Linked DNA regions of Mus musculus: regions 1, 3, 4, 5 and 6 are each linked to region 2. Evidence: chromatin contacts called from public HiCAR-type, HiChIP or PLAC-seq, Micro-C and promoter capture Hi-C data. All regions are on one chromosome and are shown on one strand. The core of a region is the stretch at or near the end of the contact, and the rest is flanking DNA. Distances in the headings are between cores, read along the strand shown.

What was found. A called contact is a pair of places that touch in the nucleus more often than the background predicts. HiCAR-type assays count read pairs that join an accessible place to other places. HiChIP or PLAC-seq counts read pairs in DNA pulled down with a chosen protein or histone mark. Capture Hi-C pulls out chosen DNA fragments and counts their contacts.
Region 1: a contact with region 2 is called in a promoter capture Hi-C map of adipose tissue, with 5 times the contacts expected there. The contact joins the promoter of Bora here to the promoter of Tbc1d4 in region 2. A contact is called at or near these places in 1 of 39 promoter capture datasets (hippocampal neurons), 3 of 115 datasets of contacts at active chromatin or transcription factors (the 230-238 cell line, astrocytes and large pre-B cells) and 1 of 9 other capture datasets (adipose tissue).
Region 3: an H3K4me3 HiChIP or PLAC-seq map of embryonic forebrain shows a contact between it and region 2, with 4 times the contacts expected there. The contact joins the promoter of Klf5 here to the promoter of Tbc1d4 in region 2. A contact is called at or near these places in 1 of 39 promoter capture datasets (hippocampal neurons), 3 of 115 datasets of contacts at active chromatin or transcription factors (astrocytes, embryonic forebrain and stem cell-derived neural progenitor cells) and 2 of 9 other capture datasets (adipose tissue and liver).
Region 4: a HiCAR-type map of astrocytes shows a contact between it and region 2, with 9 times the contacts expected there. The contact joins the promoter of Dis3 here to the promoter of Tbc1d4 in region 2. A contact is called at or near these places in 2 of 39 promoter capture datasets (hippocampal neurons and pre-B cells) and 5 of 115 datasets of contacts at active chromatin or transcription factors (astrocytes, embryonic hindbrain, forebrain and 2 more).
Region 5: a contact with region 2 is called in an H3K27ac HiChIP or PLAC-seq map of large pre-B cells, with 9 times the contacts expected there. The contact joins the promoter of Slain1 here to the promoter of Tbc1d4 in region 2. A contact is called at or near these places in 2 of 115 datasets of contacts at active chromatin or transcription factors (large pre-B cells and pro-B cells).
Region 6: a contact with region 2 is called in a Micro-C map of embryonic stem cells, with 6 times the contacts expected there. The contact joins the promoter of Pou4f1 here to the promoter of Tbc1d4 in region 2. A contact is called at or near these places in 1 of 39 promoter capture datasets (embryonic stem cells), 2 of 484 Hi-C or Micro-C datasets (both in embryonic stem cells), 1 of 115 datasets of contacts at active chromatin or transcription factors (astrocytes) and 1 of 9 other capture datasets (embryonic stem cells).

The regions. Positions count from the first base shown.
Region 1 is chr14:99,043,641-99,048,388 of GRCm38.p6, forward strand. It overlaps Bora (bora, aurora kinase A activator), which reads left to right and starts at 2,737. Exons shown (of 12, transcript NM_175265.5): 1 at 2,737-3,040; 2 at 3,661-3,828. The coding sequence starts at 3,676. Mzt1 (mitotic spindle organizing protein 1) reads right to left here and starts at 2,496. Exons shown (of 3, transcript NM_175245.4): 1 at 2,354-2,496. The coding sequence starts at 2,423.
Region 2 is chr14:101,606,351-101,610,830 of GRCm38.p6, forward strand. It overlaps Tbc1d4 (TBC1 domain family, member 4), which reads right to left and starts at 2,841. Exons shown (of 19, transcript NM_001081278.2): 1 at 1,613-2,841. The coding sequence starts at 2,110.
Region 3 is chr14:99,296,910-99,301,076 of GRCm38.p6, forward strand. Klf5 (Kruppel-like factor 5) reads left to right here and starts at 1,782. Exons shown (of 4, transcript NM_009769.4): 1 at 1,782-2,313. The coding sequence starts at 2,086.
Region 4 is chr14:99,098,039-99,102,319 of GRCm38.p6, forward strand. Dis3 (DIS3 homolog, exosome endoribonuclease and 3'-5' exoribonuclease) reads right to left here and starts at 1,732. Exons shown (of 21, transcript NM_028315.2): 1 at 1,408-1,732; 2 at 645-802. The coding sequence starts at 1,635. Pibf1 (progesterone immunomodulatory binding factor 1) reads left to right here and starts at 1,386. Exons shown (of 18, transcript NM_029320.3): 1 at 1,386-2,091; 2 at 2,991-3,263. The coding sequence starts at 3,012.
Region 5 is chr14:103,648,155-103,652,326 of GRCm38.p6, forward strand. Slain1 (SLAIN motif family, member 1) reads left to right here and starts at 2,074. Exons shown (of 7, transcript NM_198014.3): 1 at 2,074-2,754. The coding sequence starts at 2,201.
Region 6 is chr14:104,464,701-104,469,372 of GRCm38.p6, forward strand. It overlaps Pou4f1 (POU domain, class 4, transcription factor 1), which reads right to left and starts at 3,299. Exons shown (of 3, transcript NM_011143.4): 1 at 2,911-3,299; 2 at 985-2,171. The coding sequence starts at 3,033. The coding sequence ends at 1,029.

The DNA.
Region 1 (4,748 bases), core at 1,487-3,986, 2.6 Mb before region 2:
TCCCACAGACTCTACCCATTGCTTCACAAATTGTGTTTTCCACCCAGGCTGGTAAAATGGCATTGTCCTCCAGCCCTGTGGGAGGGAGCATGGTGTTGTATTCCTCTACTACTGTGGGTGTTTTGTGCCCCTCCCATCTGGGTCTCTGGCTGGTGACTGTGTTAACTCAGGCTCTGTGCACTGTGCTCCACTCCAGTCACTCTCTGTTCTCTTATGTTTTCAGTCTCTCTTACTCTGTGTTTCTCTCTTGCCGTCTCCTTCTCCTTTCCTGTCCTCTGCTACGGCTTCTCTGTCCTCATGGCTCTACTCCCACCTGCGCGCCTGCTTATATGTCCAACTACCCCTTCTCCAGGCCCTCACTCCTCTCCTGTCCCCCAAACAAACCCCCTTTATACCAGATCTGCTGCATGGTGTGATTTCTCAGGGGGACACTTTGGCATGGGCTCACCAGGTATCCTGCCGCCATTAGATTTCATAACCATTACGTATAACGCCTTTCTCTTTTCTCCTTTTGTACTTTGTGACATTTGGATGCAGATGGGAAGCTCTTCCTGGTCACAAGCTCCTTGACACCTCTCAATCCGACCCAAGTTCTCAGGACAAAGGTTAATAGAAGCATCTTAGCTCCCCACACAGCGGGTGCTTCTCCATCCTGGGATGGCAGATGGTGCATTTCTGCAGAGCAATGCGCTTCCTCAAAAGCCTCAAAACCCCACCGTGGTTCCCTCCTGCTCCTGTCGTATAGGGAAAACCTCTCTTCCATCGATAGAGACTTCCTTGTCTTGTTTGTGAGTGTACGGCTGGGAAAAATCATATTCCTCCCACAACATGTGCAAAGTTACATACCTGCTTGCCCTCGAAATTGAAAAGAACACTTTACAGGTGAGTCCCACTAACCTAGCAACCACTGACAGGAAAAGCTTAAAGTCACTGTTAGTAACCTGAAATGAGCAAAATGATAAGGAGAAAAAAATTTGAGCTTCAAGAAAAACTGCTATCAAAGGAAGATCCAAACTGAAAATTTCATGCTGGTTCTTTTACAATGACTTAAATGGGCTAAAACCTCACACATACTCTTACTTCGTTAAAAAAGCAAACAAACTTCTTAAATGTTTTTATACTGTGTACTTTTTACTTTACAACACGTTCTCTCACAAAAGGTTGGGATGCAAAGCCTTAGCCCTCACAGCAGGCCCACCAACTTAACCAGTTCTCTTCAGACACTACTCACAACACACACTGGTGCACCCAGCACCCCATGGACGCTCCAGAGGCAAAAAGAGAAGCTCAGGAACTTGAGGTCACTCTAGGCTACACAGGCAAGAGTCTTATCTCAGAACAACACAACCTAAAAACCACAACGGTACCCTTGTGTACATACATTTATTTTTACAAAACAATAAGCCGTGGAACATCTAAGATGAAAGAAAAAAGAAAAAAAAAAAAGACAGGCTGGAGACAGAAAAAGAACAATGTGGCAAACAATTAGGTGGGGAAAACCACTGCAAAGCGTAAGGTTATCTTTTGAGAAAGATGTTGAGGGGGTAACCTCTGGAAACCATCAAAGCCACTGCCAAAACAGACATGTAGAACCACACGTAGATGGAAACGTGTAAAATTAAGACAAAGAAAGATGCTTGCTAACGCAAAAGAAAAAGCAAATAAAACCGATCACTTGACACACACTTTACCTGGCTGTCTTATTTTAAATACCCGGAGCTACAACTTTATTTTATTGTTTACGAATAATAGTTACTTTCTAAGTGTTGGGTCCGAGAGGGACAAAGCTGCAGAACCATAGCAGAGAGAAGGGAACTCTGAGACTTATTTCTGTACCTCTGGGTGCGCTCTACCTATCAGGCAGCGGGCGCGGACACACCCACAACCGCGGTCACCCGTGTCGCCCGATCTAAGGAGTGGGAGATGGTGACGGGGAGTGGTGCTCAATCACTGGAAACAAATAACCCGTTACTGAAACGCCTGGGCCCCGGAACTGAGCTCACCGCGTGGACAAAAAGGTCCACGACCCCTTTCGCCCCGGGTCCCCAGGCCACGAGCACGCGCCAGACACGAGCAGGCGCCAGACACTTGGCGGGTCGCGTGGCCCCAGGATGGGCTCGCAGGCAGCGGTCGCGAGGCCTGGAACGCCCCGCGCGCGCCAAACTCCGCCGCAGCGGAAGACCGGAGCTCTGGGGCCGCCAGCTTCGAGGTCGCGGCGGGTCCCCTTCCCCGTCCCCTCGCAGGATACCGCCGAGGCCGACGCGGGGACCGTGGGGCCCTCTACGACGCCTCCATCCGGGGGCTCGGCGCCGGGAAGCGCAGGCCCGGTCAGACGAGAACGACGCGCACTCACCGTCCATGGTCTCCCTCACCGCGTTCAGGTTGGCCGAGGCCGCCGCGCCCGGGCCGCTACCGCTCGCCATGGAGAGGAGAGGCCCCCGCCCCGGTGGGAGAAGGCCTGACCCGGAACTGGAGCGCCCGCCGCCGCTCGGCCCCGCCCACACACCGCGCGGCGGCGCTCGCACCGCCCAGGCCACGCCCCCGCCGCCCGGGCCACGCCCCCTCGCGCCGAGCGCCGAGCGCCGACGCCGGACCGCGTTGATTTGAATTTGGAGCCTCGTTCCCTTGCGCGGAACGTAGAGCGAGGAGTTAGCGTTCGAATTCACCCGGCCGCCTCGACGCCATTGGCTGGTTCGCGGACGGCGGTGGGACGCGATTGGCCGGTGACCTCTCCCCGCCCCGCGCCCTGGTTGGCCGGAGAGCACGGAGGGAGTTAAAGAGTCGGCGCCTGGCGTGGGCATCTGCAGGGTGATGCTAGAACTTCCACGTTGCCCACGAGTGTAGGTACGTTCTCCGTGGCCCCAGGCCTGGACTCCTGCTTCGAGGTGGACCGCTCTGGTTTCCTGGCCCCAGACGTACCTGTGAGCTCGCCTAGGTGTGAAGGGGAGCAGAGAGAGAGGGCGCCTGGACACTGAATGGTCGCTGGAAGTGACGTCTCTGCTGTTTCCGAGGGAGCCCGCTCAACTTTGATCTTACAAAAGTAAATTCTTTTCTTTTCTTCTTCTTCACCCCCGCCCCCATCTCCCTTCTGGCTGTAACCCTCTTTGGAAGGAATGCAGCGTGCCTTTGGATCCCGGAGGGGGAGTGCTCTTTAGGAAAAGTAGTTTAAATCCCCACCTGGGTCCAGCCTGTCACTCACCCTGTTCAAGTGAGGACTAACGTGCCAGTAGTAAAAATTGCAGTTCTGTGTGGAATTACTTGGGTATCCGGACGGTGTTCGTACGGTTTTGTCTTGAGATGATGAATAAGGAAAACGATAAATAGAAGTCGTTTGGTTGGAAAGGCACTTATTTTTGGTGTAATCAGATTGGACCAGAGCCCACTCATAACCGGTTGGCTGCTTCATATATGCCGCATAACTTCCGTGCATGCGTTGCTTCCTCTGAAAAAGTGATAGGAGCATTGCCGTACCTTCCCCAGCTCCCAAGGCTCGGCTCCGGATCATCTGAGAAAACGTGCAGGGCTGATTCTCCTTTGTAAACCATAGAAACTTAACCCCAAGAGGATTCGATTTGGAGTGAGATGTTGAATGTATTTTGTCGGGATTAATATCTATGATATTCAGTAATTTTAATATGTGTACTTTTGATTTCTTTCTAGTTTGCTTCCTGGGCTATGGGAGATGTCAGCGAATTAAAAATGCAAATAACACCAGAAACTCCAGGAAGGATCCCTGTTTTAAATCCCTTTGAAAGTCCCAGTGATTATTCTAATCTCCATGAACAAACCCTTGCTAGTCCTTCTATCTTTAAGTCCACAAAACTACCAGTAAGTTTCTCTTGCCTAGTGTTTACAAGTGATTTTAAGTGAAAGTAACTACAAATAATTTTAAGTGTAAATACAAGAAGAAGATGGCACCTAATCTTGTAATGGTTCTTTGAGCAGACATGATCTGAGCGCTCTTATGCAGGAGGTCGACATCCAGGAACTGCCCACACCAGCACAGAAACAGCACACAGGCTTTACAAGTTAGCTGGTCACAGCTGAGCTACTCATATATACCTCAGACCAAAGACAGCAGCCAAGACCAATATGGAGACAAACATGCCACGCTCTAGTAACGAATTATGGACACAGAAATGTGAATTTCTTATTATTTTTCTGTCATAAAATAGTGATACCTTTGTTTCCTTTTGCCCAGCCATTTGAAAACGTTCAGCCCTAATAAAGCTTGTGGTTATTATAAAAGGGAGCAAAGTCCTGCACTGTTGGAAAAAAAAAAAAAAAAAACTCAGCAAAATGAGCAATTTTGAAATTGTAATGCGTAGCCGGGTGTGGTGGCACACTCCTTTAATCCCAGCACTCGGGAGGCAGAGGCAGGCGGATTTCTGAGTTCAAGGCCAGCCTGGTCTACAAAAAGTGAGTTCCAGGACAGCCAGGGCCACACAGAGAAACCCTGTCTCGAAAAACCGGAAGAAAAAAAATTGTAACGCATGTGCTATGAATAATATTAACCAGAAGGAGGGAACATAGGAAGTGTGTTCTTCAGGAAATCAGGGTTGCTTGTTTTTACTTTGCTACACTGGCAAGGCTCTTTTGATTTGTTAAGCACACTTTCCTAGAAAAGCTGTAAAGCAAGGTGCGTTGGCTGCTTTGATGTCAGCTTGACTTTAAGCTCAAGTCTCAGACTCCGTTGAGAAGATGCGCCCATTAGATTGCATTTCAGCCAAACCTGTTGGACATTTTCT
Region 2 (4,480 bases), core at 1,591-4,090:
CCAAAAGGACTTCCTGCTCTTCCAGAGGACCAGCGTGTGCTTCTAGCACCTGACAACCACCTGTACTATAATGGTTCAAGGGCATCCAAAGCCCTCTTCGGGCCTCTTCAGGCACAAGTTTTACACACACACACACACACACACACACACACACACACACACACACACACATGCACGCACACAAACACAAATAAATAAATATAAAAAAAAATCCCCCCAAAATAAAAATATTCAAAAGGGTATTTTTCTCTTCTAGAAAGTAATGAAAGAAACTAAAGGCAATTGTCTTTTACTTCAGTTTTGTTATGGGACTTTTGTGGATTGCTAGTATCAAATAATATTTTTAAAGTTCAATTATGGAATGAGAATAAAATAAGGACTTATTATAGGATGTTCTTCTAGTCTTAATTTCTCAGCCACCAAAAGAATACATCTGAGACTACTTATTTATTTATGTTTGGTCAACAAATTATGTTTTTAGAAAATAGCAAAGGGGTGGGGCTTTAATACTGGAAAGCAAACTAACACAAAGCACACACACACACACACACACACACACACACACACACACACACACATTTCTTTCCACACTTCTAAGCCTGTTTACCAAGGCACAGTTACTATAAGTTTTCCTCTTTCTTTTAGAGCAGGGATTCTCAGCCTCCCGATGCGTGACCCTCTAATACAGTTCATTACGTTGTGATGACCCCTAACCATAATATTATTTCGTTACTACGTCATAACTGTGATTTTGTTAGTTATGGATCGTAATGTAAATATCTGATATGCACGATCTCTGATATGCAGCCCCAGGTTGAGAACTGCTGTTATATTTGCACGTGCTCATTAAGGAACTCAAGGTTCTATTTAGTAACAGAACACTTCGAGTTAGAAAGCTCTGGAGAAATACTGGACACTAAGCTAGAAGAGTATAATGCTTTAAAATGACATTTGAAACTCCTCTATCACACTGATTTTTAAGTTACTCAAATATGCAGTTATTGTCTCAGTGGGTGCAAAAAATAATAGAAAGGTCTTCCGACTCCATATTTGCAGAATCATACTTACCTGACATTCTGACATTTCTAACTTCCTTAGACTGGCCTCTGAAATCACACACCCCCAGGCCCAGATACTTATAGGTACTTTGGTGACAGTGACGCGCCAGCCAAACAAGTATAAATGCAATACTACCGAGCCTGAGAACCGGTGCCCCGTGCTCTCCAAGCGCTTCCAAGAAACACACACTTTCACACACGCACACAGGCGAAAGCCAGGCAAGCCATCCATCACCAGTCACCAGGATCCTCCTGGGATCCGCGCTTTTCCTTGAGTCCTCTGCAGACTTGCCAACTCCTCCCAGGTCCCAAGACCACTCTGAGTCTACTTCCCTTCCTCCCGCTCTGGGCAGCCAGCCGGTCCCCAAGACCAGAGCAGCAACGAATCGCTTTCTCTCCCATTCCCATATCCCAAAAACAGAACGAGGGGAGCACCGGAGCGCGCCACGTGGAGCGCAAGCCAGCAGCCAGATCCAAGACAGTTCTTAAAAGAGAGGCCCCTGCCTTGCCAGTCCGGGTGGCCCCAGTCCCGCCCCCTGGCACCCACAACTTACCTGGTTAGGATCCGTGGCGCGGAAAACGTGGCAGGCCATCTGTGACTCGGGGTCGTCGGGCTGCGCCTTGATCAAATAGGCAAAGTAGGTGAGGTCGTGACTGTTGTGGATGAAGCGCGAGATGTGCTGAGCCTTGTGCTCGAAGATGAACACCCCGGTGTTGGGCTGCACAGCCCCGGAGCCTGCGCCCCCGCCGACCCCGGCACCCGGCGCAGGGACACAACGCAGAAAGGGGGCGCTGAGCACCAGGATCACCTCCCGGGCTGCGGGCGCCCCGCAGCCGCCCGCATCGGGCTTCTGGCTGCGCCGACGGATCTCGGCCATGAGCCAAGGGAGCATGGGTAGCGTGGTCCTGCGATCCAAGCAAGACCCTCCCACGTACCATAGCCGGAAGCGCTTGTCGCCAGGCTTGGTGGCACCTGGCTGTGCTGGGGCACTCGGCTCAGGCTCCAGGGGGTGCGGGAAAGGCTCATCCTGAATGCAGCTAGGCGACTCCATAACTCGCGCCTAGCGAGGGCACCGCGCCCCCAACTCTCACTGTGCAGGAGCCGAGGAAACTGCTAACTGTCGCCCCAGGCCCCCGCGCCTGCCTTGGTGCCACCAGTTCTTAAAGTCCGTGCTTCAGCGGCCCTGCCCCATGCGACACTTCCCCGGGCGCGGCTCCGAGCCTTTGGCTGCAGCTCAGTGGACTAGCGGGAGACCCAGGCTCACGCGCGCATCCTCCTTCCTGGAGATCGCGCCCCAGGGCAGGTCTGTTCTCCAGCCGCCGGTCCGTCCTTGGGGTCCGGGACCAGGGCAGCCGCGGTCTCTCGATCCTGCTCGGGCTCCTGCTCCTGCAGCCCGCTGCGGCCGGCGCGCTCACCCAGCGCTGGCACGGGAAGGCTGGGCGGAGAGTGGAGCTGTGGGCGGGAAGGGGCGACTGGGGCGGAGCTGACTCCTAGCAGGGTGACCGGCTGTCACCTGGAAGGTCGGGGGTGCCCGCTTGCGGCCCGCTCAGTCCTGGAGAACTAGTCCAATGGAAAATAACAAAAACAAACGTGGCCTCGAGCAGGCAGCTCCTGCACCCGCCGATTCTGCAGCCCAGCTCGCTGCTCCTCCTCCAGGGTTCCCGTCCCTCCCTCGCTCGCTCCTTCCTTCCTTCCTCCCAGGCTGCTACTTTAAAGCCGGCTGCTACTCCGCCTCTAGTCTACGGGCGCAGAGCTTTGCCAAGAAGCTGAGGTCGCCTCCCTGCCTCCTCCTCCGGCCTCCGCCCCTCATCTCGCCTCGGGGGGCAGTCGTACCCAGCTTGGCGAGGGCACTTCCCGGAGCAGGCTGGCCTCTCTCCTCCTGGAGACTCTACTGCCCCCTGGAGAGGGGCCATTCGCAGTGGGGCGCTGGGATTTTGTTTTTGAGCAATATTTGCTTAGTTTTATTCTGTCTAAAGCCTGAATATTACTATGTTCTGCATCCTTTTTCTTAATCTCAAGGACTCATCAGGATTTGATCACAATTCTATGATAAAATACATTCCAATATTCACTTTAAATTTCAACATTGCTTGATATGAATCTTCCCATTTCTTAGTGCAGCTAACTTCTTAAAATACACAGAAGTTAAACTTCTTTACCCATGCCCATTTCAGAGCTAGTGCAAAATTCTTCCCTTTTACATATGAGAATACATATTTCAAAAAAATTAGGGATAATTTGATTATTGTAATTTTAAAACAAAACAGTAAAATATAATTCCTTTTCCATTCTAGCATTTTAAATGGGTTTTGTTATTGGTGCTGCTGTGTGTTTAGTGTTAGTATTTTTAAGTCAAAGTCTCCTTCCTAGATAGTACAGGTTGACTTGGTACACTCTATCCTCCTGCCTCAGTTTTCCAAGACCTGGGATTATAGGAATGTACCACCATCCTCGGTGAACTCTCATACCTTCGTTATACCTTTGCTGGATGATAAGGAATGAGCAGGAGAAAAACCAAAATAAAGGAGGAAACTTTAGGGGTTTTTGTTTTATTTTGTTTTTCGAGACAGGGTTTCTCTGTGCAGTCTTGGCTGTCCTGGAACTCACTATGTAGACCAGGCTGGCTTCGAACTCAGATCCACCTGCCTCTGCCTCCCGAGTGCTGGGATTACAGGCATGTGCCACCACTGCCCAGCAGGAGGAAACTTTAGACTTACTTTTTTCCAGGTGCTTAGAAGAAAAAATGAAAACTCCAGGGTTTTGTTTTGTATTTAGTGGTCTTGTGATTTTCTCTAGGGTCATTTTGCTTCCTGTTCAGACAAAGTCAATAGGGTCAAATATGCTACACTTCTGGGACCACCACATAGCTAGCCTCTTTTTAAGAACCATCTATGTTCCAGGATGAAGATGTTATCAATTGGTTGAAGTCGTTTACTTTAACATGAAAAAAAAATCTCTGTGGAAAATACAACTCAAGTCTTCAAGGAGGAATTAAACACTCTGAGAACAGAGATAGAAATTGTCTAAGATTACAGCAGACTTCGTGCACAGATCTCATTTCCCTAAGTCGCACCTCTGACACTTGTGAAAGAGAAGGAAAAGAAAAAAAGCCATGGCTCAGTTAGAGAAGCCTTAGTGGTCCCTCCAAGTCAATCAGTGTGCGGACTAGGACTGTGTTTGGAGCCCCACTGGACCAGTTCCTACTGGCATAATTAACTCAAGCCAGAGAGAATAAACTTTTGGTGATTGGCAGGAAAGGCAAGCTAACTGTGGTTGTACCGGTCACTCTTTATTTCAGAGATGTTTACCTTTCATTTATAAATCGTACTACTATCTGGGAAGATGGCTGTCTCTGCCCTCTTTAAGTTGAGCATGGCCACGTGACATGACAACGATGTGTGAACAGAAGTGACTCGGGTCA
Region 3 (4,167 bases), core at 532-3,031, 2.3 Mb before region 2:
TCTGACAACAATTCTATGACCCGTCTCAGAGTTATTTGAGCACGTGATTGGCTTTAATAACAGAGAAAAATGAGGCCAAGTTTTTAAAGATGAAGGTTGGCAACATGGGGTTGTCGACGTAAAACGTCAGTACACACACACTTATTAAATAACACCCTGGTATCATGAAAGTTGTCATCACCCATCCTCTGAAAGTGGCAACCACAACTGTAAAGATGGATCATTGCTGACAGGAAGGAAAAGGGAGAAAAGAAACTGAGTTCACAATATGATTTTATCTTTGCTACAATAAATAAATAAATAAATAAATAAATAAATAAATAAATAAATAAATAAACGACACGTGAGACTTTGGAAATTTCATTGGAAATGAGACTTATACCTGTGATACACTCTTTCAGGTGCACTTTTTTTTTTTCCTAAGAACTTTTTAAAAAGATGCTTCACTGTAAAGGAGCGAGTGTGCTCTAGGTAGGTATTATAGTATAGTGTGCTGCCAACAGACGTAAATAGATAGCAATATTACAGGCGTCTTTTTAAGTCGCAGTTTATTGTTTCAGCTTCTCAATAAGCCAGATAAAATCATAGACAAGAACATTGAGGATTAAGGAAAGGCGTTTCCTTTGGTGTGATTACTGGCAAAAATTAAGAACAAAACCAAACCAAACCACTCACCTTCCATTAAAACAACGCAGTAAAAAGGTAGTAATATAGTTGACTGTTGCTTTCCTACCAGTTTGGATACCCAGTTTTCAGGGCTGTTGAATGTCTGTGAATGTTTGTGCCTTCTTTGGTTCCCGTTTCGTAGGAAAAGGTGACACTGTATTAGGTAGATGGGACCCATACTTCTGAATATATTAAAACTCCATTCCCCGCCCCTCCGAACACTACAGTGCTAGCAAAAATAAGCCAAAGATGTAATGTCTATTTAAATACCCGGTTGAGCTGGCTGTTAGTTCTCAAATTAGATTCCATGCTCGGGCTAGAATCAACATGGTTTAAATATTAAAAACTTCATAATTCATATGGCCCACCCCACCTTTTCCCCACATTCGGCGAAGGAGAGTAGACATGTCTGTGAAAACTTGTAGCTCCTTAAATACTGTAGGGGAAAATGTGCCCAGGTTGGTATGCAAGGACTTGAAAAAAAATGCTTGACATTTACAGATTTTATTCAGGCCACAAGGAATCTGCGAAAAGATAGATAGATCTACGGCTGAAAACACAGAAAGGAGGGCTGTTTTACGTTTGTTTTCGCACCGCCCCTTGTTTTCCTCTAAAGTACATTTTGTATACTTAAAAAAAAAAATACACTCATTGGTTAAGACTGGAAACCTCAGCTCCCCCCACCTAGCTGCCTTCTGTCTTCGGTTTTCGAGTTTCAGGTCCTTGCACAACACCTAAGACGTGCAATACTTTTTTTTCGCCCTAATCCTGGCAGAGAACAGTTCGGAGAGATCTCCCTCCGCGTCTCCACCCTGATTTCCCCCTCTTCCTAGATTCCACCCGCTCCTCTCCTTCCCTCCGCCCGCCCCGTGCTCCGCCGGCCCAATCTGTCAGAGAAGTTGTGTACAAACTGCGCCGCAGCCCTGCGCGCGAAGCTCCTGGCCCGCGAGGGGTGCGGTCGGCCCGTCGGAGGCGGGACCTCGTGGGCCTTCTTTCCTACTGGCTACCCTCTGGCCCTGGGGCCTTGCCATTGGCCACAACGCTGCCAGTCCGGTGAGCTGGCCCTGCCTCCCCGGAGTTGGGTGAAATAGAGGCGGGCGTCAAGTGTCAGTAGTCGCGGGGCAGGTACGCGCTCTCTTAGGTTGCTGGTGGAGCTTGGGGGTGGCGGGAGCGGGTTCCGGCGAGAGGGTGAGCGAGCGCTGGGGCGGGGCGGGAGAAAGTGGCTGCCCGAGGACCTCGGCGGTGACGCGTGGCCGAGCCCAGGAGCCCCGATCTCCGTGCCCGCCTTCGTGAGCGTCTGGCTGCCGGCCCAGGGGTCCCCCGCCGCGGCCCCCCGCCGAGTCCGCCGTCCCGTGCCAGCCCGAGCGAGGTGGGATCGCGATCGCTCCGTGTCCCGCTCCCGTAATCCCCAGACCGTCCATGCCCACGCGGGTGCTGACCATGAGCGCCCGCCTGGGACCACTGCCCCAGCCGCCGGCCGCGCAGGACGAGCCCGTGTTCGCGCAGCTCAAGCCGGTGCTGGGCGCTGCGAACCCGGCCCGCGACGCGGCGCTCTTCTCCGGAGACGATCTGAAACACGCGCACCACCACCCGCCTGCGCCGCCGCCAGCCGCTGGCCCGCGACTGCCCTCGGAGGAGCTGGTCCAGGTAAGCAGAGCGGCCGGCCTCCCTTCCCCGGCTCGGGCGTGTCCCGCCGCTACGAGGCGCGGGCGACAGGGGCCGCTCCAGACTGGGACGCGCGGGAACGGGTGCCCGGGTGGACAGCCCCGCCCTGCGCTCCCAGACGGGGCGCCGGGGAGTGGATGGGGGAGCAGGGCGGGGGCCCACCCGGATCTGTCCAGAGGAGCTAAAGAGAGCCGCGCGCTCGCGTGCACCTTCTCTTTGCTTGCGTGGGGATGAAAGCTTGTGCCCACGCTCAACTTGGCTTAAAATGCTTCTTGACCGCTCTCTCCCGATGGCCCTGGCCTTGGAAGTCCACCTGCCTGCGTCCTCTGGGGTGAAATAGAAATGCAAATTGGAGTACTGGGGTTTCATATACCCCCGTGGAGGCTCACCCTAGAATGTATTGTAGGGCCCCGTTTGGAAAACTAGAATCTTAAGGTTGTATTGGAACACCGCTTTTCCCTTAAAAAGAAACACGGACAAAAAAGGCCAGGGGTGTTGTTTTTCTTAGTGTGCGCGTAAATTTCCTCTCGGAGTCGCGTTGAAAGCTGGCAGTTGGCTTTTACACTTGCCCAGCAGCCGAATTAGAGCAAGCGCCTGTTTCTTTCGCCCACGCACGGGAGTCATATAGCCTAGAAAAAACTTCCCGGGACTTTTAGCTAGTCCCAAGGAAAAAAAAAATTGGAAACAGACCCACATGCAAACAGCTGGAAGAGCTAAAATCAGAAACCACTAACCGCCACGGGAGCGCAGTGCACGAAAGGGTTTAAGATCGGTTTATTTCAAGACGCTTAGTTTAATAGCCTCTTGCTGTATTGTGTATTTGCACTGAGCGCCTATTTCTTGGGGTCTGCCAGTGTCGTGGTGCTTTGAGAAGACAGTGGCATTTTGTCAGATGTGACTCACATGGCTACAGCATGAATCTTTATTTTTAAGTCCTGCATATCCGGGAAATCCCGTCCGTCCTCGTCCACATCCAGATCTTGATGATCTGAGGTCCGAGGTGACATTTCTTTGGAAAATTAAAAGCAAAATATACGACTCCTATTCACTGACTGAGGTGAATGGTTCTATGAACCATTTCATTTACCTGGGGCTTGATCTTTTTCTGACTTCCTTTTTTTTCAATGTCAAAAAAAAAATCAAGAGAAAGCGTTCGTTATATTAGAGAAGAGAGCTGGGGGAAAGATAGGCGTCTGGTCAGTAGCTGGATTGATTATGTATGTTCTTAAACAATCAGGGCCTGGAAGATATTTGGTTATTTTATTCTGGTAGTTTTCGCTCAGGAGATAGCAAGATGACTGCGCTTTTTACAGAGGAAGGGGGAATGTAGCATTGGCCCACGGAGAGGACATGATAAATGTTTTGCTGATGACTGTGCCTGCGATGCAGCAGCCTCTCCCCACCCACGGGAGTCTTAGCACCCGTCTACCAAGGGAGTGATTTTTCTCCTTGATAATTAAAGATCTGTTTTAGATAGGGATATGAATAGGTCCATTTCATTATGATAGTGACCCATTACCGAATCTACTGGTTCAAGTGAACATTTGGACCAAACGTTGAGGGTGCAATTGTTTTGTATCAGTGGATACAATACAGGCTTCTGCTCCACAGGTTCAAGTTTCTATTCAAAAAGTATTGAAATGGCCAGAGAACATTTTATATTAGGCCTGATAAAATAACCTAGTCCACACACAAAAGCCCTTTGGAATAATTATTTTTAAGATTTGCACAGGTTTTAGTTTTCAAGTGTAATGGATGTGAACAGATTTGAGGCAGTTTGGCAAAACTGTGATACCATAGTTTAACTGAAGATATACCCTAATTTGACTGTGTGTG
Region 4 (4,281 bases), core at 482-2,981, 2.5 Mb before region 2:
CATTTAGTTCCTGCGGAACTTAGTTCCAAGTTCCATGTTCCTGAACATTCCGGTTCAGGAAACTTGGAACTGACAGGAGAGTGCTATTTGCACATACTTGGCATAAGCAGGTTGCAAAGCACCTACGATGCATAAGAAAATTTCATACAACAAAATACTCAGTTCAAAATGTTAATAATGTCAAAGCTGAGAAAGTGACTTTAAGCATCATAGATACATATTATCTACTGTTTAATATAACAGGCAGCTCATTATGTTTAGAAATTTAATTTCAATAAATCAGATGTAAGATAAAGCTTATTAATCACAAACTCCCACATTTTTCTCCTATATATTTGTCACTCACATAATATGGGATTACAGGAGTGTAGATGGTTCTTATCGCCAAAGAATCAACCATTCAACTCAATAGACAACTTAAAGGGAGCATTTCAGAAGTAAAAGGACGACTTTAGCGGCTAGATCCTGGTTTAGGGTGTGACCTCACTAACACTGCGACCTTAGATGAGCCTATGTAGGTAGCACTGTCTTCCACACAACCAGGTAACCACCAAGCAGCACAGGAAGCTACAGCCTGTGTTTGATAAATTCCTTTCCAAGAAGTCTGTTAAATTTAGGTAGCCCTGTGGTTTTGTGATACTTACTTATGGTGCTCATTAGTGAAGGTATAGAAATGCTTTTCCTGGTTATTGGTCACATCCCTGATTCGCTTGTAGATGGGGGCGCTCCGGTTTCTCACTTCTTGCATCACTGTTTGTAGCACAATGACATTTCTGATGGCCGGGTGTTCGAGGACATCAATCTTAAAAAACCAAAGCCAAATGTTAACTCCCCCGTTTTCAGTTCTACCTTGAACTCTCTGCCCAGCCTGAATTCTTGTGACAGTTTAAAACACTGACTCTCCGTTAGGCCAAAGTGGTACTTGGCTGCAGAAAAAACTTGACAAAGTCACTAAGGGGGGACCCTGTAGGCCTGAGACGATGACAAGCACCCATAATCGGACCACAGAGTTTGCAATACCAGAGCTATTAATAAGTAAATTATGCTGGCCCACACAATTTTTTGTTCGTAGGCACTTACAAGCTGCCTGGGGGTCGCAATCTGGAGGCCACAGAAGCCCAGGTCCCCGGCTTCCAGGCACTTATAATCTAAAGTAGAAGAGACACCAGGGGTTAGAAAATGTAACGTGTCTAAAAATAAGACTCCAAGAACCGAAAAAAAATATATATATATAAATAAATAAAGTGACATCAGGGAACGGTACCTCAGCCTGGATGGCAGGATGCGAGCGAGGGTAGCCACGGTACTTGCCTCTCTCCATCCAACATCCCAAGACCCGCCTCCCCGGTCCCCAGCGTCCCTGTCTGCCACGCCCCCTCGTCACCACGCGGCCCCGCGTCCACGCACCTGGTGCAGCAGCACATTGGTGTCCGGCAGAAGGTAGTGCGGCCACGGGCAGAGGCTGCTCGCCTGGTCCCGGGGCTGCAGCTCCAGGGCCGGGCCCGCGTGCGCCCCGCCGCAGGCCGAGCAAGCCGGCGCGCCGCAGCCGATGTCATCCCGCAGGTAGTGCTCGCGCACGATCTTCACCACGCCGCCCGCGCGGGTCTTCTTCAAGAACGTCTTGGACCTGAGCATCTCGCCTCGCGGCGTGGGATCCCGGCCGTCAGCTAAGAAACCGAGGCGCGGCCACGCGCATTCCCGCTTTTGCCCGCTGGCTGGTGAGGTCACTCTCGCGAGAAAACACGAAGGCGCGTTCGTTCCCCGACGGTCGCGGTGATTGGGCGAGTGTTGGTTGTTTCCTCCCGCCGGTGGGCGGGGCTTTCCTCTGGACTACAGCTCCCAGCCTGCACCGCTTCCGACTGGCTTCCGGGAAGGAGTGAGCTTGGGTACCTGCGCACCCCAGGTTCTTCCGACTTCTTCTGGGGCACGGCGTGTGGTTGTCTTGGTGACCGATCCTAACGGTCCGGTAGCCCCGAGATACCTGTTGAGGGGTGGCAGCCTGAGCTGCTGACTGAAGACGCCATTGGTTCTTCCAAGAGTCCGGGTGAAGCTGGTGTTATCCTTATATGCGGAGTTACTGACCATTGAGAGGTAGCTTCCAGGAATCCTTTTCCCTTTCTTTCTCACGCGGCGCAGAGATGCTAAAATGTAGGAAGTTTAGAATGTACGGATTTCTTAATCAAAGAGGGAGAAGCCGGTCCCTGGTCCTTGGTAACTCACGCAAGGATTTGTTTTCTTATTTTACTTTTTTTCCCCCCCAATCCTTTCCCTTTAAAAAGGAAAGAGGCGGATTGTACTGAAGCTCTTCCTGTTCCCCCCCACCACACAGACCTCCTTCTTTAGCGTTCCTCTTAGAGAAACTGAAATAGCTAGTTCTATAACTATTTTACTAAATCGTGTCGTATTTAAACAAGGGAGTTACAAAAAGCCTTGTGAAGGCTAAAATGTGCTATTCAGAATATTCGAGTTTGTACCCTTCTAACCTCTTTAGGTTTTTCAAGTTATTTAAAAATGCTTTTGTCGCACTCTGAGCCTGTTTTCAAATTTTTCGGTGATGCCTTAACTGTAAAACTAAACCTGGCATGTAAGTCTTGCTTTATAAACCCTCCACCGACATACCAACATTTTTCTCTCTGTGTCCAGATTTCAATACTACTTCTGTGAGGACCTTCAGTGACAAAAATCAACCTCTCCTTGAGTTTGAAACTTAGTATTATAGGGCTATCCTTTCTATTTTACATGACTTTATTTATCTGTTACCTTCAAGTAAGATTCTTGCCCCGAGACACACACACACACACAGGACAATGGGTGAGTTCATGATAGGATTTAGTGAGTCTGTTTGATTTGAACACTAATCTGGCTTACATTTGGGACCTTCCAATACCTAATGATCTAGGCGATCCTTGGTGTCTCTTTAATGCTCTGTATGCCCTGTAGTAGGTTTTTTTTTTTTTGTATATTTAACTTTATTTCTTTTTATTCTACAGAAGATTGATTCAAATAATAAAATGTCTCGCAAAATTGCCAAGGAACCAAAAAAAGTAAATATCTCTAGTTCTCTGGAGTCTGAAGATATTAGTTTGGAAACAACCATTCATACAGATGATGTCTCATCATCAGAGGAGCGAGAAGGTAAAGTCAAAATCACCAGGCAGTTAATCGAAAGAAAAGAGATACTTCATAATATTCAGTTACTGAAAATCGAGCTATCCCAGAAAAACATGATGATCGACAACTTGAAAATGGATTATCTTACAAAGGTAAGGTCAGATGCAAACTGTTATTCTCTTGAAACTGAAAAGGAAAGATAAGTTGGTGTATAGGCCGGGTGCGGCTGCACATGCCTTTAATCCCAGCCCTTGGAAGCAGAGGCAGGCCCATTGCTCTGAATTCTAGGCCATCCTGATTTACATGGGGAGGTCTAGGATAGCCAGACTATGTGATTTTTCTGTCTCAAAAACGAAAAAACAAAACAAACAAACAAACAAAAATATATATATATTTGGAATTTAAATGCCACACTTCATACTCCTTGTCCAATGTTGCCTTTCTGCAGTTTGCGTATTGAAATGGGGTGTTTTAAGTGTATGAGTGAGTTACCTTTGAAGGCTCAAGTTTTAGAGTGTGACATTAGTGGAATATGTATTTTCTTAAGAATGAAAATGTAGCCAAGTTTTCTGGGACTGACTGGTCTGATAGGAAGAGTGAAGATCATAACTGTATTGCTGAATCTCAATTGTCCTTTCTTTAGAAGTCGGATTTCCTTGTTAACCTTCCTACACAGTTACTCTGTCTGAGAGGTACTGTGTCATAGAAGTCAATTTTAGGTGACCATTGTCTTTAGCAAGTGCGTTATCCTTTAGTGGCGGTGAACTAGTTGTCTTTTTGCCTTGTGTGGTACTTAGTCCCAGGGTAGTTCATGGAATGCCTGGTAGAGGTGAAACGAGCCCTAAGAAATAGTGACTGGCCTCCAGACACATCTCTGCAGTGTTACTTCTTCTGTTCCTAAGACAGTTACTTGTTTCTGACAGTGAACTTTCCCTCTTCACTCTCCATCTCAGCTCTTCCGGCAAAAGCCCGTGTCCAGCAGTTTGTTTACGTTGTTATACTTCTTCTTGTTAACTTGGTCTTTTATTTTAGCTCTATGCTACTTAATATGATATGCATATTAAGATACTCAGCGTTTCTCTACTAGAAGATAATGTATTTCTTTGGGGCCAATGAGATAACTTCATGGGTAAAAATGCTTAACCGTCCAAGCCTGGGGACCTGAGCTCC
Region 5 (4,172 bases), core at 824-3,323, 2.0 Mb after region 2:
TGTGTTAAGGAGATGGGCACCCTGGGGATACCAACTTAAAATCAGTGTGCATTTTGAGTGCCATTAGCACGCACACATGCACAGCTCTCTGAAGGGAAGAAAAGAGCTTTCACAGGGAAAAAAAAAAACCCTAACATTTCTCTTGAGCAGAAATTATTTTGCTTTTTAAAAGCAAGGAGAGACCATGCCTGCTGCAACCCCAAACAGTGCTTCCTATATTTTCTGGGGCTTAAATGCTCAGGTATGCTTTTTTTTTTTCTTTTTGTAAACAGTCACAAATTTTTACAATAATTGTTACTTAAAAAATAGTTCTACAGTGTAGATCAGAAAGAGCAAATGCAGGAGGGGATGAGTGCTTAGTTCTCTGCTTCTTTAGAGTATATGAATGCTGTAGTAGAAATGACTGCTTCTCTTTACTTGTTAACTCTTGTTGTTTAAACTGTTATGTGCTGATCCCTAATTTCTTTCACTGATGTGGCACTCAGCAGCTCTTTGTTCTCTTTGTGCCTGTCCTCTCCCTTTCTTTGTGTTTCAGGGATACTGCTGCCCGCATCTGCCACTGAGCATGCGGGGAAAATCTTTCAATAGATTCTTCACTTAGGAGTTTCAGCAGTAGTACTCCACTTCTCCAGGTTTTAGTAATAACCAACAGGCCCAAAAAAAGGAAACTTGGAAAGGTGGTGGGAGATACAGGTGGTTGGGGTCAGATGGCCAGCGGGGCTCTGTGTGGAAGGTAACTTCAGGGAAGTTAGCATACACTAACTTCCAGAAGCTCTCTCCAGCCGAGTTAAATTCAGGACACCCACCTTTGCACATACACCCAAGTTTAGAGCTGTAGCTTGCCAAGTGAGAAGACACAAGTGTTTCTGAGCAGCAAGGCACAGGATCAAATTTTAAAAGATTAGAGGCAACATCCTAGCGCTGCCACAGAGATGTGCGGTATGTTTTCATTGACGTCATGTGTACAGTGCCTGAGCGAGGCCCTTCACAAGCTAGTACACCGTCTGAGGATGAAAATCAGCGGTGTGGATTGTTCTCGCACTATAACGGCAGGCTTTCCTTTGTGTTAAACCCACAAAATGCTAAGTCAACATTAACTGAACAAAACGATCGGTTCATCTGCGTAAAAGCATTTTTGTTGAAAAAATAAAAAGCATGGTTTCCAAGAATCCCCCCCCCCAAAAAAAAAAAAAAAACCAAACAAGCAAACCAACAAACAACAAAAAAGCAGGGAATGTTATACCTTTCCTCTTTTCGCTCAGGCACGTGTGACTTTAATAGTGTAAATGATTTAACAGATGGTGCACAATTTTGCTTGTATTTGCAATCACTGATGCCTGTTGTTCACTTGCTCAAAAAGCCAGCGTTTAGAACACAGTGGAGCATGCAGGAGATGCTCAAAGATCTTTTGTCTAATATAAAAGAGCATGAAAACCCAACTCTCCTTTCATGGTGAAAGACTGGTGGGGATAGTTCATATATGGCTATTTTAGATAGACTGAAGTGAACGCCTGACTCTTCAGCAGCTGGCCATCCTCCCTCATAGAGACTGGGATTTCTCACTTTCCCTCCTTATTCTCTCCTATCCCACCATTTTGTTTCTGTGCTACTTAATACTACCCTTAGCCGCATCTTTTCAAACAGACCCAAAGCATCTGTTGTTGCTTTTTTGGGGGGGGGGTGAGCATCATGTTCCCCAGACCTTTTTTCACGAGGTTTCATTAGCAGGTGGCAATACCCTGAAGTCTAAAAGTGCTCTTGTAAGAGGGCTAGCCATTGGCCCTGGGTACGTTTTTCCCCTGCCACAGACACCTGCTACTTCTTTAGATCCCGCCCCTGGCTGTAGTCCTAGAAGTGGGGTTCTCTCGCCCAAAGCGGAAGAAGTGCGAGCGGCGGGAAGTTCAGGCCAGGTCCAATCAGGCACCTGAGGTTAGGTGGTGTGGGTGCAGACGGATGCCCAGGGAGGGTCCCCGCCGCAGGTCCCGCCCCCACGACACATCCATCACCAGAAGCTCCGCCCCTCGCGCCCCGCCCCGTCCCGGGGCCTCGGCTAAAACCCGGAGCCGCTAGAGCAGAGCACGGTGCAGAGCTGCGCGGCTGCTTCTTCCTCGGCCGGAGGCTGGGCCCTGGTGCTGATGCTGGTAGGCTGCGCGAGCTGGGCCCGCGTAGCCTCCTCGCCGCGGCGCTCGGGGCTCCCGCGATGATGGCGGAGCAGGTGAAATGCGCCTCGCCGGTGGCGGCCTCCGGCGCCGGCCCGGGGCCGGTGGTGAACGCCGAGCTGGAGGTGAAGAAGCTGCAGGAGCTGGTGCGCAAGCTGGAGAAGCAGAACGAGCAGCTGCGCAGCCGGGCGGCCAGTGCGGCCGCCGCCCCGCACCTGCTGCTGCTGCAGCCGCCGCCGCCCTCCGCCCCGCCGCCAGCCGGGGCCTGCAGCCCGCTCGCCACGCACAGGGCCCCGGCCAGCACGACCTCCCCGGGCCCGGGGGCGCTGGGCCCCGCGTTCCCGGGCACCTACTGCTTGCCCAGCCCCGCGCCCTCCCTGCTCTGCAGCCTGCAGCCGGCTGACGCGCCCTTCGTCTACTCCAAGCCGGCGGCGGGCTTCTTCGGCGGAGGTGGCAGCCCGGAACCGGGGACCGCAGGGACCCCGCCGGGGGAAGCCGCCACGCCGCCGTTGCCGCCTCCAACGCTGCTGGACGAGGTGGAGCCGCTGGACCTGGAGAGCTTGGCCGCCTGGAGCGAGGAGGACGACTACACCTGGTATAGCCGAGCTCCGCCGCCCCCTCCCCCCGGAGTTGGGAGGCCCAGCACGCGGGGGCGGGGCGTGGGAGGCAGGGGACCCAGAGGCCTAGCAGGTGCCAAGCCCTGAGCAGAAGCTTTGCATGGAGGCAGAAACCTGTTTTAGCATTGTGCCTATTGGTCCGACTGGGGACTGCCATCTGCCCCGTGCTTTGCTCTTTGCTGATTACGGGGTCCCAAGCGCCTCGTTAGCCTTAAATGCACAACTCATGTCATCTTGTCGCTCAGCCCTGCTCTCTTCTCTCTCTCTCTCTCTCTGTGTGTGTGTGTGTGTGTGTGTGTGTGTGTGTGTGTGTGGTGAAGGTGCTTGTCTTCTGCTCTCCTCCACTGCTTACCGTTCTTTCCTTACAAACGAACGCTGCACAGGATTGGTGTGCAGCCCCCCTTTGGTCACATCGGAAGCCGCCTAGTGATGAGCCTCTTCTCAGACATCTGCTATTGCAGTTGAGTTGTGTAGTTATATATGCCATCTCTCTGTATTTTCATAGATAACCTTTCAGATACCGATTTGATTATTAAAGGTGTGCCATCCTGGTACGTCAGAGGCAAAGGTTTTTTTAAGGACTGGAGGGGGCAGATGGAGGCGCTACGTTCTTTTAAAAAAATTGAACTTAAGAGGAATTTTCATTAATTTAGAAATGAAACCACATTGAAGAAAAAGTAGGTAGTTTTATGTTAATTTGACACAGGCTAGAGTCATCAGAGAGGCGGGAACCTCAATAATGCCTCCACAAGATCAGACTGTAGGTAAGCCCGTAGAACATTCTTAATGGTTGATATTGGAGGGCCCAGCCCATTGTGGGTGTTGCCATCCCTAGGCTGGTGGTCCTGAGGTTAAATAAGGAAGCAGGTTGAGCAAGTCCTGGGGTGCAACCCAGTAACTAGCACCCCTCCATGGTCTCTCATTTAGCACTTGCCTCCAGATTCCTGCCTTGTTTGAGTTCTTGTCTTGTATGAGTTCCTGTCCTGACTTCCTTTAATGATGAACTGTGGTGTGGAAGTGTAAGCTAAATAAGTCCTCCCTTGTCGTCTTTCCCCCCCCCCCTCCCCAAGTTGCTGTGTGTGTGGGTCCTGGTGTTTAATCACAGCAATTTTAACCAGAGGATGGCACTATTAGAGACACTTTATTATCTAGTTTTAGAAACTTTTAGGGTTGATTGTAAGGATGGTGGAAACTGGACGTGTCTATTCAATGGACTCTGGTTAGCTGTGTGTTTCTGCTCATGAATGAGTACTTTTTTGAGGAGACAGGTGCCTAAGCCCCTGCTGCTTGCTCATGGAAGGCTTGGCCTTGGAGTATCTTCTGTTAGGAATCGCTTGCTTGGTCGCTAGACATCCTCTAGGCGTGTAGGCATACCCCAGGAGTGGTTAGATAAAGT
Region 6 (4,672 bases), core at 2,049-4,548, 2.9 Mb after region 2:
GTTCTAGAAGTAGGATGGGGGGGGGGGGACACTGTCAGATAATTTGTTCATGGATCCATGAAGAAAATTATAAAAGTAAAACCCTACTGTAGGTATGGTCATTTAATTATCCCAGAATAAATTCTTTTTTTTTTTCGGAGAACCTAATTTCTGTCTTTTGAGTTCTCATTGCCTCAAGACCTGACCAAGACCACAAGACTGAGGCCATTGGCTCCTGGGAAATGAAGATTCGGTGTGAATGACCAGGCAGCCTCCCCAAGCGCATGTAAGCTAAGCTCCAGATGCTGAGTGGAAGCCAAGCCTGGAGTCTCTTTGGAAGAGAGGAAATAAACCAAAGAGGGTGCAGGTGTGAGACTTTAGAAGGGAAAGTTAAACACAGGACTAGCTTTCTGCCCGGAAGCTCAAGGTGCAGGCTGATAGATTTCCTATGTGACTCACTTGTGCTTGGGAAGTTGGGGCGGTGGTAGTAATGGTACTGCTGCTTTCTCTTCCTTGGGGGTAAACGAGGCTGCAGAATACTGCTCCCAGGAGTTAAGTTCCTAAAGCATCTTTGCCCCCCCCCTTATTTGTCTAGTGTTTTATGTTTTGTTTTTGGTGATGGTTGGTAGTTTTATCTTTGTACATAGTTCCTTGGTCCCCAGATGATTTTGTAAGTGTCTCTGGTCAAGATCCCCAGTTCTTCACCCATCTTTCCCTCCCACCCTGCTCCCCAGAACCATCCTGCTTCTCGAAACCCCCCCAGCTCCAGTCTTTGCGTTTCTCCCCCACCCCCCAGGCCCTGCTCACCTAAACGTCCCCCATTCTCTCCTGCCATCCCAAACTTTCTCCACACCCACACCCCTGTTCTCTAGGCTGGGGGACAGCTAGGGCCGGGTGCAGAGTGGAGCTGAGGGAAGGGCAAGAAAAGGAACTCCCCAAATGCAGGCAGGATAACGGACAGTCTAAATGAGGGGAAGTGGGCCAGAGGGAGCCCCAGAAACGCACCCCTCAGCTCCCCAGTGTGCCCCACCCGGCGTCTCACACCCTCCTCAGTAAGTGGCAGAGAATTTCATCCGCTTCTGCTTCTGTCTCTGGTTGCAAAACCACACCCGCACCACGTTCTTTTTGAGGTCCAGTTTCTCGGCGATGGCGGCGATCTTCTCAGACGAGGGCCGGGGTTGTACGGCAAAATAGGCCTCGAGGGAGCGCTTCTCGGGCGCGGCGATGGAAGTCCGCTTGCGCTTCTTCTCGCCGCCGTTGAAGAGCTCCGGCTTGTTCATTTTCTCACGCTGCGCGCCCTCGGCCTCCTCCAGCCACGCCTGCAGGATGGGCTTGAGCGCGATCATGTTGTTGTGCGAGAGCGTGAGCGACTCGAACCTGCAGATGGTGCTCTGGCTGAGCGAGCCCACGCCCGGGATCTTGAGGTTGGCCAGCGCCGAGCCCACGTCGGCCTGCGTCACGCCCAGCTTGATGCGCCGCTGCTTGAAGCGCTCGGCGAACGCCTCGAGCTCGCGCGGGTCCGTGTCCGAGTCGCAGATGGACGCCAGGCCCGCCGCGCCCACCACCGCCGCCGCGGCCGACGCCGCCGCCACCTGCCCCGCCGCCGCCGCCGCCGCTGCCGCCGCCGCGCCGTGGTGCGCCGCCGCGGCCACGAGCCCGGGATGCGGCAGCCCGGACGGCATGTTCATGGCCGCCGCCGCCGCGGGGTGCGACAGGTGGCCCAGGCCGTGCATGTGCGGGTGCGGATGCGCCGAGCCGCCCAAGAGCCCGCCGCCCGGGCCGCCGCCGCCGCCCCCCGGGCCGCCGCCGCCGCCGCCACCCCCGGGGCCGCCGCCGCCCGGGCCACCGCCGCCCCCCGGTCCGCCTCCGCCCCCGGGGCCGTCGTGGGCGCCGCCGCCGCCTCCCGCCGCGCCTGCGCCCCCTGCGCCGGCCATGAGCGCGAGCGACGGCGACGAGATGTGGTCCAGCAGGTCACCGGGCTCGAGCGCCTGGTGGTGGTGGTGGTGGTGGTGGTGGTGCGCCAGCGGCACGGTGGACGTGGACGTGCAGGGCACGCTATTCATCGTGTGGTACGTGGCGTCCGGCTTGAAAGGGTGGCTCTTGCCCTGGGACACCGCGATGTCCACGGCCGCCAGCGCCTCGGCCCGCGCCAGCAGCGTCTCGTCCAGGCTGGCGAAGAGGTTGCTCTGCAGCTGCAGGCGACACAAACCAAACCAAAAAGAAAAGGAAAGAAAAAAAAAAGAAGAAAGAAAAAGAAAAAAAAAGAAAAAAGGGGGGACAAACACCAAAGAAACCACAAAACAAACACACAAGCAGGAAAGCACGGGCAAAAGGCAAAACACAAAGCGACCAAAATAACAACGGGGGGTGGGAAGAGCAGGGTCAACGGAGGACCGGGGGACGATTTGAGAACATGCCGGGGTGGGGGAAATAGAAGGGGAGAGGCACAGGGCCAGGGAAGGGTAGAAGGGGACGCACACGGAAACACATTCCGGGGAAGACAGTGGGAGACGACAAAAAAGAGCGAAAAGAAGAAGAAAAAGAAGAAATGGAGATGTCACTCGAAGCTAAGGACCCGTGCCACACACCCGAACGAGAAAGCGAGCGAGCGAGCGAGCGAGCGAGCGAGCGAGCAGAGATCGCCTTGTGCAGGCGTAAAATTAACCGACAAAGTGGAGCCAAGTCGACAGCCGCGGCCCGAGAGCTCCCCGCGGATGGCAGGCGCTGGACAGAGGCACAGGCGGATGGGACCCGGGCCTCCAGCGGCCCCGGGCCACGCGTGCCTGGCAGCGGGATCCCTCTAAGAGCAGTCCCGCCCGCGGGAGCGGGGCCCGGAGCCGCCCGGGGCAGCTGCCGCCAGGCAGCGGCGCGGAGCGGGGGAGGGGGCGAGCGCGCGGGCCGGGACCGGGGCCGCGGGCGTGGGGCGCTTACCGGCGGCGTGGGCAGGCAGGCCCGCCGGATGGCCTCGGAGCTGGAGTGCAGCGACGGGTACTTGTGCTCAGGGAGGGTGGGATGCATGGCAAAGTGAGGCTGCTTGCTGTTCATGGACATCATCTTGGCGCCTTGGCATGTAAAAATCCACAAAACACTCGCAAAGTCCGCGGCAAAGTGCGCACGCCGGCTCGCCCGGCCTCCGTCCCGAGGCTGCGCTCGCTCGCACTGCTCGGCGGCTCCGCTCGGAGGCTCGCCGCGGGGGCTGCTGCTGCTGCTGCTGCCGCTGCTGCGCCGGCGAGCGCAGCCCGCTGCCTCGGACCGACCGCGCAGAGCGCCCGCCCGCCGGCCCGCGCGCAGGTCCCGCGATCCCGCTTCTCCGAGAGCTCTAGCCCCGGCGCGCCGACGGGCTGCGCTCCTCTTACACCTGAGCCCCACTTCTCGCGGCCGGCCCGGGCAGCTCTCGCGAGAGCTCGCGGGCCCCGCCGCGCTGACAGACAGCAGCTGTCTCCGTCTGTCTGGCGCGCGCCCTCCCCGCGGCCGCGGCGCCGTGCTTGGGCGAGCGAGCGGGCGGGCGGGCGCGCGCGCGCTCGTCGAGCCGCGACCGGCGGCGGCGCGTGGGAGCCGCTCTTATAGTGACCACCAGCAAGGACAAGGCAGGTGATGCACCTGTAGCTGGCCAGGCATGCGCGCTGCAGGTCCCACCTTGCCTCCGCCGGTCTGCAAAGATCAAAAAGGGCCCGTTATTGTTGAAGGGTAGGAACCTTTTGGAGGAAGAAAGCCAGGATGCAAGCACTCCTCTCGGGTGTGTTTTCCTCCCAGAATATATGCGCATTATTTAGGCACACCTCCACTACCCGGTGCCTAACAAGCTGTTATATAATGTATACAGAGAGGCATTTGTATGTTAAATTATGCCCGTGCATTCCTCTGTATATGGAGAAAAATAGCAACACAGAAATGCGCTGTGGATGATGCTGTCTTTATGCTGCAAGAACCTGTTTCTTTCATGGTTTATAAATAGGCTCCCGGAGAATAATAGCCATGACAGACAGTTGTTTGAAGCAGTCAGACGCTATTGATTTCCACGTAATTTAATTTCTCTGCATACTTTGTTGTTGTGAATATAACTGTGTCAGGCACCACCAGTGACAGTCACTTAGGAGCAGTAAGGAGTGTGTGCTTTCTACTCGGGAAAAGCTGTTGAAATGAAATTGTGCATTTCTCTTATTGTTTGTCTCCTTTAACCGTGTACAAACTCACATTTCAAAGGAGCTCTAGGTGATCTGAGGCTTTGAGTCATCAAAAAGGAAAAATAGTAAACAGGGTGTAGCCGAGATCTTTATCTTTTCCTCTCCAGTGAGACACACACACACACACACACACACACACACTTTTTTCCCCCCTGGAAACTCCAGGAAAAGAAATCCACTTCAGAGAAAAGGGAATAAGATGTTGAAAAGAGAACTTTCTTTCACATCGCTTTGGACCCTTGCTTTTTATATCTGCCTGCTTACAGTATTTTTCTTACCTGGGATACAGAATGAAGCTAATCTATAGATTGTAATTCAAAATGTAAATTCAAATCAGATAGAAGGAACTGGTATGCTATCTAGTCCAGCCTTCAATAATAGTAACAACAACAACTGTGAAATGAAGACCTATGAAGAAGAAATAAATTAATGAACCTGTTATATTACCCTCATGTAGCAGCAGATCAAGGGCCTCTCTGGGGAGCCTCAGCTTGGGTGCCTAAGTCCCT